Linked DNA regions of Sus scrofa: region 2 is linked to region 1. The links are chromatin contacts, called in public Hi-C maps. All regions are on one chromosome and are shown on one strand. Each heading gives the region's core, a stretch centred on a gene start, on an enhancer-like site or on the middle of the called end of the contact. The rest is flanking DNA. Distances are from core to core; before and after follow the strand shown.

Evidence for each region. Hi-C and Micro-C count contacts between places; a contact is called where the count stands out from the background.
Region 2: a Hi-C map of skeletal muscle shows a contact between it and region 1, with 6 times the contacts expected there. The contact joins the promoter of DYRK2 here to the enhancer-like site in region 1. A contact is called at or near these places in 4 of 5 promoter capture datasets (fetal liver, fetal skeletal muscle, liver and 1 more), 13 of 47 Hi-C or Micro-C datasets (brain, embryonic fibroblasts, fetal heart ventricle and 6 more) and 1 of 2 datasets of contacts at active chromatin or transcription factors (skeletal muscle).

The regions. Positions count from the first base shown.
Region 1 is chr5:32,275,612-32,279,222 of Sscrofa11.1, forward strand. All of the region lies in intron 2 of LOC102166619 (a long non-coding RNA gene), which reads right to left. Among named protein-coding and RNA genes, the nearest start is that of IFNG, 210 kb to the right of the region's middle. Within about 2 kb of position 1,735, at least 2 of the 83 cell types and tissues checked have an H3K27ac peak or open chromatin away from gene starts, as enhancers often do. A contact at or near this core is called in skeletal muscle, where this site is marked.
Region 2 is chr5:32,045,717-32,049,013 of Sscrofa11.1, forward strand. It overlaps DYRK2 (dual specificity tyrosine-phosphorylation-regulated kinase 2), which reads left to right and starts at 1,898. Exons shown (of 3, transcript XM_021091961.1): 1 at 1,898-2,363; 2 at 2,975-3,123. The coding sequence starts at 2,315.

The sequences.
Region 1 (3,611 bases), core at 485-2,984:
TGCCTAACAATGATGTTGACTTAAGTCAGTTGCTGAATTTTTAAACTTCATTTATTACTCGTTTTTGATAAATGATCATGGGTGTTTTTAAGAACAGCAACTCTTGAACTAAAGGGTTCTCATTATTCAAGGAATAACAGGGCAAACCCTGCTTCATGTCCTTCAGGATTTTTAGAGACTACAATTGCCAATATAAGTAAAAATATACAAAACAAAACAACACTTAAAATATCACCCACCTCTGATAATGCTTTTGGTGCCTCTGTCATCTCAGGAATCGGAAATCCTGTGCCAATTTCTGTCATGGCTCAGTGGTTAACGAATCCGACTAGGAACCATAAGGTTGCGGCTTCAATCCCTGGCCCCCTCTGTGGGTTAAGGATCCGATGTTGCCGTGAGCTAGGATCCCAAGTTGCTGTGGCTGTGGTGTAGGCCAGCGGCTACAGCTCTGATTGGACCCCTACCCTGGGAACCTCCATTTGCCATGGGTGCGGCCCTAGAAAAGACAAAAAAAAAAAAAAAATTGGAGTTCCTGTCGTGGCGCAGCAGAAACAAATCCATGAGGTTGCAGGGTTGATCCCTGGCCTCGCTCAGTGGGTTAAGGATCTGGCATTGCCATGAGCTATGGTGTAGGTCGCAGACGAGGCTTGGATACCACATTGCTGTGGCCGTGGTGTAGGCCGGCGGCTACAGCGCAGATTAGACCCCTAGCCTGGGAACCTCCATGTGCCATGGGTGTGGCCCTAAAAAGACAAAAAAAAGCAAAAAAAAAAGTTAAAAAAAAAAAAAGAAATTCTATTCCTTTAGTTCCTTGGGTCATCTCAGGGTTCAACAAGGCTGACCAATCTCAGGCCCTGGTGTTCTCCTAACTCTCTAGAGATCTGCAAGAACTGTGCTCCCAACCTTCATCCTGGTTACACCCAAGGTCATCCTCAGGCATAAACTGACTAGCCAAAGTAATGGATCAAGTACATCAGAAGTTTTCCTCTTTGCATTTGGCTAAATCCCAATTGTCTATTTGCAAAAGGAGTGGTCTGTAGAAACAGAACTGATGGATTCTATCAGCAAATGGATTACTTGCAAGGATGCCTCACCTCTAAAATGCTTGCCCCAGGGAACACACTACAAGGCATGGTGAGTGCTAGGGTTTAGATCTGTTCACAATGGATTTAAATCTGTCCACGTTTGCTCTCTGACTCAGGAAGGACAGCAAAAGGCCTGAGGACTGGATGAAGGTGAACAAGAAACTGGCTCTCTTCTTCTCTGGAAATTGAGGTGTCCTCAGCCAGGTTAGAACACAGGATCGAGAAAAATCACCATAGCGGTTTTTTTTATTCTTAATGGAAATGACTTAGTTATATTGTAGAAAAAAGTTTTAAACATTGATCTCCCCAATAAAAGAGATAAACTGGATACATGCAAGTGGACAACAGGCAGGGGCCAGCAAATTCATTACTGGTTTCACCACTTCTTAGATAATGTGTCCATGGCCAGATCTCTTAATATCTCTAAACCTTAAGTTTTCTCACCTCTAAAATGGAAGTTTGGTGCTATACTAATTTTAGGGAAGGAAAAAAAAAAGCGTCTATATGCATCCCTAAAACAAAAAGAGTGCCTAATGTTAAGTTTCCTCATCTCCCCTTAAGAGGAACATTTGTCAGATCAGAAGATAATATTAGTAACCACAGAAGGTCCTGCAAGGTCAAGTTTTACCTCTGACGTCTCAAACTGCTTACGTAATGGTACTTAAACCAGAATCATGTGGAAGCCCAATTAAAAGCACATTGCCTTCCTATACTAGGACACTGGGATGCAGCAAGTTTGGGGAGGAATCTGCATTTTAACAACCTTGCTGATAATCTGGAAGTTCACCAAAGCCTGAAACCCAATAGGTTAGGGCGATGTCAATATAATGACAGAAAATAGTCGTTTTGATTTACTCTAATAATTTTATCTTTAAAGTAGATTAAAAGATATATTCGATCCGTTAATAAAATTGCAATTCTAAAAACTCTATGTAAGTATTGCCTAAATCTCTTAGTGCTTCAATGTAGCTAAGCCATGAGGTAGAAACCGTAAAGCTTGCTGATTTCACAGACGGTAAAATTCCAGTTCAAATGTCATGCCTCTCGGGGAAGTCTCCCTGACTATCTCAGCCCCTTTTGTGGGATTAATCAAATCTTGTGGTTTCTGGCTCTTAGCAAATTGTATTTCCATTCACTGCCTACATGGTTTCTGGAGGGGGAAACATTAGTCATGCGATCTGCTCCCCCCTTCAACATAGTACCAGCTACATAGTAAGCCTTAAGTAAATGCATGCTGAATTTCACTATAAATTTCTTAAATGAACTTACACTTATTTTATAAAATTAAGAATATGTAAAAAATTTAGACATAACTACTGGCAACACTTTGAAATAACTGTTTGAATTTGCAAGTCCATTAACCTCTTTCAGAAAAAAAATGTTTCCTAATCTCACGTTTTCTCTTAGGAAGGAAAAATGAAGCAATTTGCTCACAAACTTCCCCTTAAATTAAACATTGATTTAGCATCTCTTATTGAATATAATCCCCTCTTCTCTGCTGTGTGACTTCTTTTAAATGGGCTGGCAATGGATGAATAATAAGCAACTCCTTTTACAAATATTTAAAGACACCACTCAAACAAAACAAAAACCTCTTTCCACATCAATTTAGTGAGCCCTTAATTATTCTTCCTAAGCACACAGGATCATAAAAGGCAGACTGCGCACAGTTTCCCTCCTGCTGAAATGACATGAGAGAAGATTTTAGGGAAGTGCTGAAAGGAATCAGTAATTGCCCACTGACTTGTCATGCACGTATATTAGTAGATGAACCAGAAGCAAAGCAGCAACAGTAGCAACAGTGCTGAGTTTTGTGGTGGCTTCCATAAACTGGTCCCTGTCCTTAGGGAACCCATCATCTCTGGAAAAGACCTATACATGAACAGTTAATTACCAGGGAAGGTGAGAAATACTCTCTGGAACATATAGAGCTGTGCTATGGGAATGAATAAAAGGGAAGAGCTGCCTGGGGATCAGGTGTGACAGACTGGAAAACATCTGATCCAAGTATTGAAGGATGAATAGTTCTCCCAAAGCTATTCCTAAGGACAGGTATTACATTTACTGAGCTTGCTTCATAGGTGGTCAGGGTCAGCACCCTCAAAAAGAGTAAAAGTTTAACAATAAAATATATGAGCCAATGAAGGATTCGGGATTAGAGTTGCCTAAACAGATGCTAACAGCCTAGCCAGTATATTTAGATCACATAAAATCCAGTTATGCTCCTGAAAATGCAGGCAGCAAGATGACCAATTTAATAGGAGAGGGAAAAGGAGGCACATGTAAGCTATAAAGGATTTATTCACTTCCCCCAATAAAGACTAAGCCCGTCCACATACGTTTGTTAATTTATGAATTTTCCAATTCATAGTCCAGAGACAAACTGTGCCATTTTAAAATAGCTTTTACAGATAATCTACAGGATTTTATTTAGACCCATCACCTTGATCTTTATTTCTGCCTCATTCAGCTCAGCATCTTATTTGTTGGATTCATAAACTGGGTATTTAATTAGATTACTTAGCG
Region 2 (3,297 bases), core at 648-3,147, 230 kb before region 1:
AAAATTGAATTTTTGACTTCCCATTTTTCATTTGAACATCCGTTTTATGGAAGGCTCATTAAGAAAAAGAAAACAGTACAAAAATAATTGTTTTGAAAGGGAAAGAAGGAAAAGAGGTGTGAAGTTTCTTAAGAAGCCTAGGTGGTGTTAAAAGAGAGCAGAGTGAGCCTGAGTTAGAAAATGAGTTCTAGCTTCAACTCTGCTACTAAGTAATCCTTTTTCTTTTAGTTAATTCTGAACATTGAGTATGTTTCCCCAAGTGCCTTTGAATGTCTTAGCTTCTGATGACAAACAAAGGGGAATATTTCCTGCTGGGACCAGAGCAGATCATAATTCTTTTTTATAAAGGCTTATTATTGGATTGACAGTTCCACTGTGTCTCTATTAGGAGAAGGCAGCAAGAGGATTTTTTAGAGGGACATGTCAAGAGGCACAATTCTTCTCTTTGCCGCCTATTCCCTCTGCAAATACACCCTATACTTGTTCCCCCTGATAGAGCTTTGCAGACTCTGAGAGGGTCACACTGTAACTTTGAAACATTCATTTGGGGGCATTTGTATAAAGCTGAGTGTGATCTTGCTGGGAGGTTGTTATGACAATTTGCAAACAGTAGAGGCGATGGGACTCCGCAGGAGGTGGCCCGGTTGTGATTTGAGTCTATACTAGCTTCTGCCTGCACACTTGGTCCAGCCAGGGGCCCTAGGATACATAAGACAGATGATAATGGACCCAGGTCCCCAGAACTTCAGAAATCTGGCACCTCTCAAAAAGCGCAAGGCAAGGAGTGTTGCAGCTCCGTCATCAGGGATTGCCTGACCTCCTCTACCCCTTTTGAAGTGACAAAAACCTGTGACCTTTGGATAAAGGCGCGTGTCATGTATGACAGAGGCGGGTTCGAGATGCGCAAGCAGTTTTTCAGTCTGCAAGGGTAAGAGGCTGTATATGGCAAATGAAGAGGACGGGGAAATTCTCTGCGTGTCTTGTCTGGGAAGAGGAAAAAGACTTGGATGTAAAGAATTAAAGGTGTCTCTCAGGAAGGTGTGTCTCTCCCATGGGCAACGCAGGGGAAAGACTCTGAGTAGTGAGGAAATGGGAGGTGTCTCTGATGTTTATTTTTGCCTAGCAACCCACAGCCAACTGCTTCCCCGGCAGCCGTCCACACGCGCCTCTCAACCTCCCCTTGTCCTAGCGACTGGAGAGCGGTCACTCGGTGTCAGTAAATCGGGGAGGGAGTGTGTGTGGTAGAGGTGGAGGTGGGAGGTGCAGCCCTCTCCTCGGCCCACTTTCGGGGTCACCAGGCTAAGGCAAGGCCCTCCATCGGGCTGGGTTTACCTTACCGAGGTGACCCTCGCACAATTAAGTTATGTACATGATGACTTGTGGGAAGGGGGTGGTTAAGCCACTGGGACCGGGAAGGCGGGGGTGGGGGGGCAGTATTGTTTGTGAGCGGCCTTTTAAGTTAGGAAAGCTGAAAATGCATGTGTTTGGGGGCGCTCTCGGAAGGGGAGGGCAGGGTCTCTGCAGCGATTTCGGTGGGAGGGAAGCAGCGGTAGGTTGCGCTGTAGGGAAGGCGGGGTGCAGCCGGGGCGGGCGAGGCCGAGGAGGAGTAGGGAGGGGAGGGGAGTAGGTTGTTAGCTGGGGAGCCGAAGGGAGAGGTGCAGATGGCCGGAGGGAAGCTGAGGGCGAGCAAGTGGAGGCGGCAGAGTTTTCCAGCGCGTGGAGGGGTGGCTATGCAGATGATTGGGTGGCAGGGAGGGACTCCGGTGGGTGGCTGGGTGGGGGAGGGGTGTGCGCGAGAGTGTGTGGCGCGGCTGGGGGGAGTCCGGGGGCGGGGCCTGCTTGGCAGCGGAGGGAGCGGGGGCGGGGCTGCCCTCCCCGGCCGCGCGGCGCGCGGGCGCCTGGCGAGTGTGCGCGGGGGCGCGCGTGCGCGGCCCGGGAGGAGGCTCCCGAGCGAGTCGGCCGAGGCGGCGCAGCCCGCTCCCCCGCGCCCTATGTGAGGGAATCGGGGAGGCCCGCGGCGCGCCGGGGAGGGCGAGGCATGTGCACGGGCCGGGGGGTGCTGCGGCCGCCCGAGGAAGAGGAGGACGGCGGCGGCGGCGAGGAGAGTGGAGGGCTCGCGGCGGCGGGCCCGGGCGGAGGGGATGCAGTGGACTGTGTGTGTCTGGCTGTAGCTGACGCGAGGCGGCGAGGAGGCGCCGGAGATCTGCGAGAAGGGCGACCGGGAGGCGGCGGCGGTGGCGGCCGCGAGAAGTAGCAGCAGGACGGGCGGCGGCGGAGACGGCAGCCCTGAGATGCATTTTCCTCTCCAGCGGCCATGTTAACCAGGAAACCTTCGGCCGCCGCTCCCGCCGCCTACCCGACCGGTAAGGAGGCCCGGGCCCCGCGCCGCCCTGGGCTCCCGCCCCCGTGGCCCCAGCCGGCCCCCGGGCCGGCCCTCGTGGCGCGGGAGCCTGCTGCCAACGGGACCTCGAACAAAGTCTGCGCCGCGGCGGGGCGGCTGCAGGGATCCTGGGGCGGACGGCGCGCCCTCGCCTCGGCTGGGCTCATTGTTGCACGCGGGCCCCCGAGGCTCCCCCGAGCGGGCCGGCAGGGGCCGTCCGGGGCCTCCCCACCCGGGGCTCGGCGAGGCGGTGGCGGCGCCCAGGCTGGCGGTGCAGCCCCTGTCCCCGCCTGCAGCTGCCAGCAACGTGTGCCGCCGGCCTCGCCCCTGCCGGGCTCCCCTGAGGGGTCACGAACTCGCCTGCGCGCGGGGGCCCGACTTAACTTTGCAGCAGCCTGAGCCCCGCCCGCGGGGGCGCGCCGGGGATCCGCGTCCCCGGCCTGCCAACGCTCCCCGACCGCCCGCGTTTACTGTCCCGGCTCTGCCCGGGGGAGAGCGGGCTCCGCAGCCCAGAGGGGTGGGGCGGGGCCACGGGGTCCGGGTGACTTTCTTCCCCTTGACCCTCTTTTGTCTCCTCCCGCGCGTGGCTGCCAGGCCGAGGAGGGGACAGCGCCGTTCGTCAGCTTCAGGCTTCCCCGGGGCTCGGTGCAGGGGCCCCCCGGAGCGGAGTGGGGACCGGCCCGCCCTCCCCCATCGCCCTGCCGCCTCTCCGGGCCAGCAACGCTGCCGCCGCAGCCCACACGGTGAGATCCAGCCCGCGGGCAGCGCGAGGAGACGGGGCGGGAGGGGTCCGGGGCACGAACCCTCGGACTTGGGGGATCCTGCGGCCGGGAGAGGATATAGAGGTCGAAATGCGAGTGTCTCCACGCCCCTGGCCAGTGGCGTCTCCGGGACGCCGCCCTCTGGAACTTGGGCGA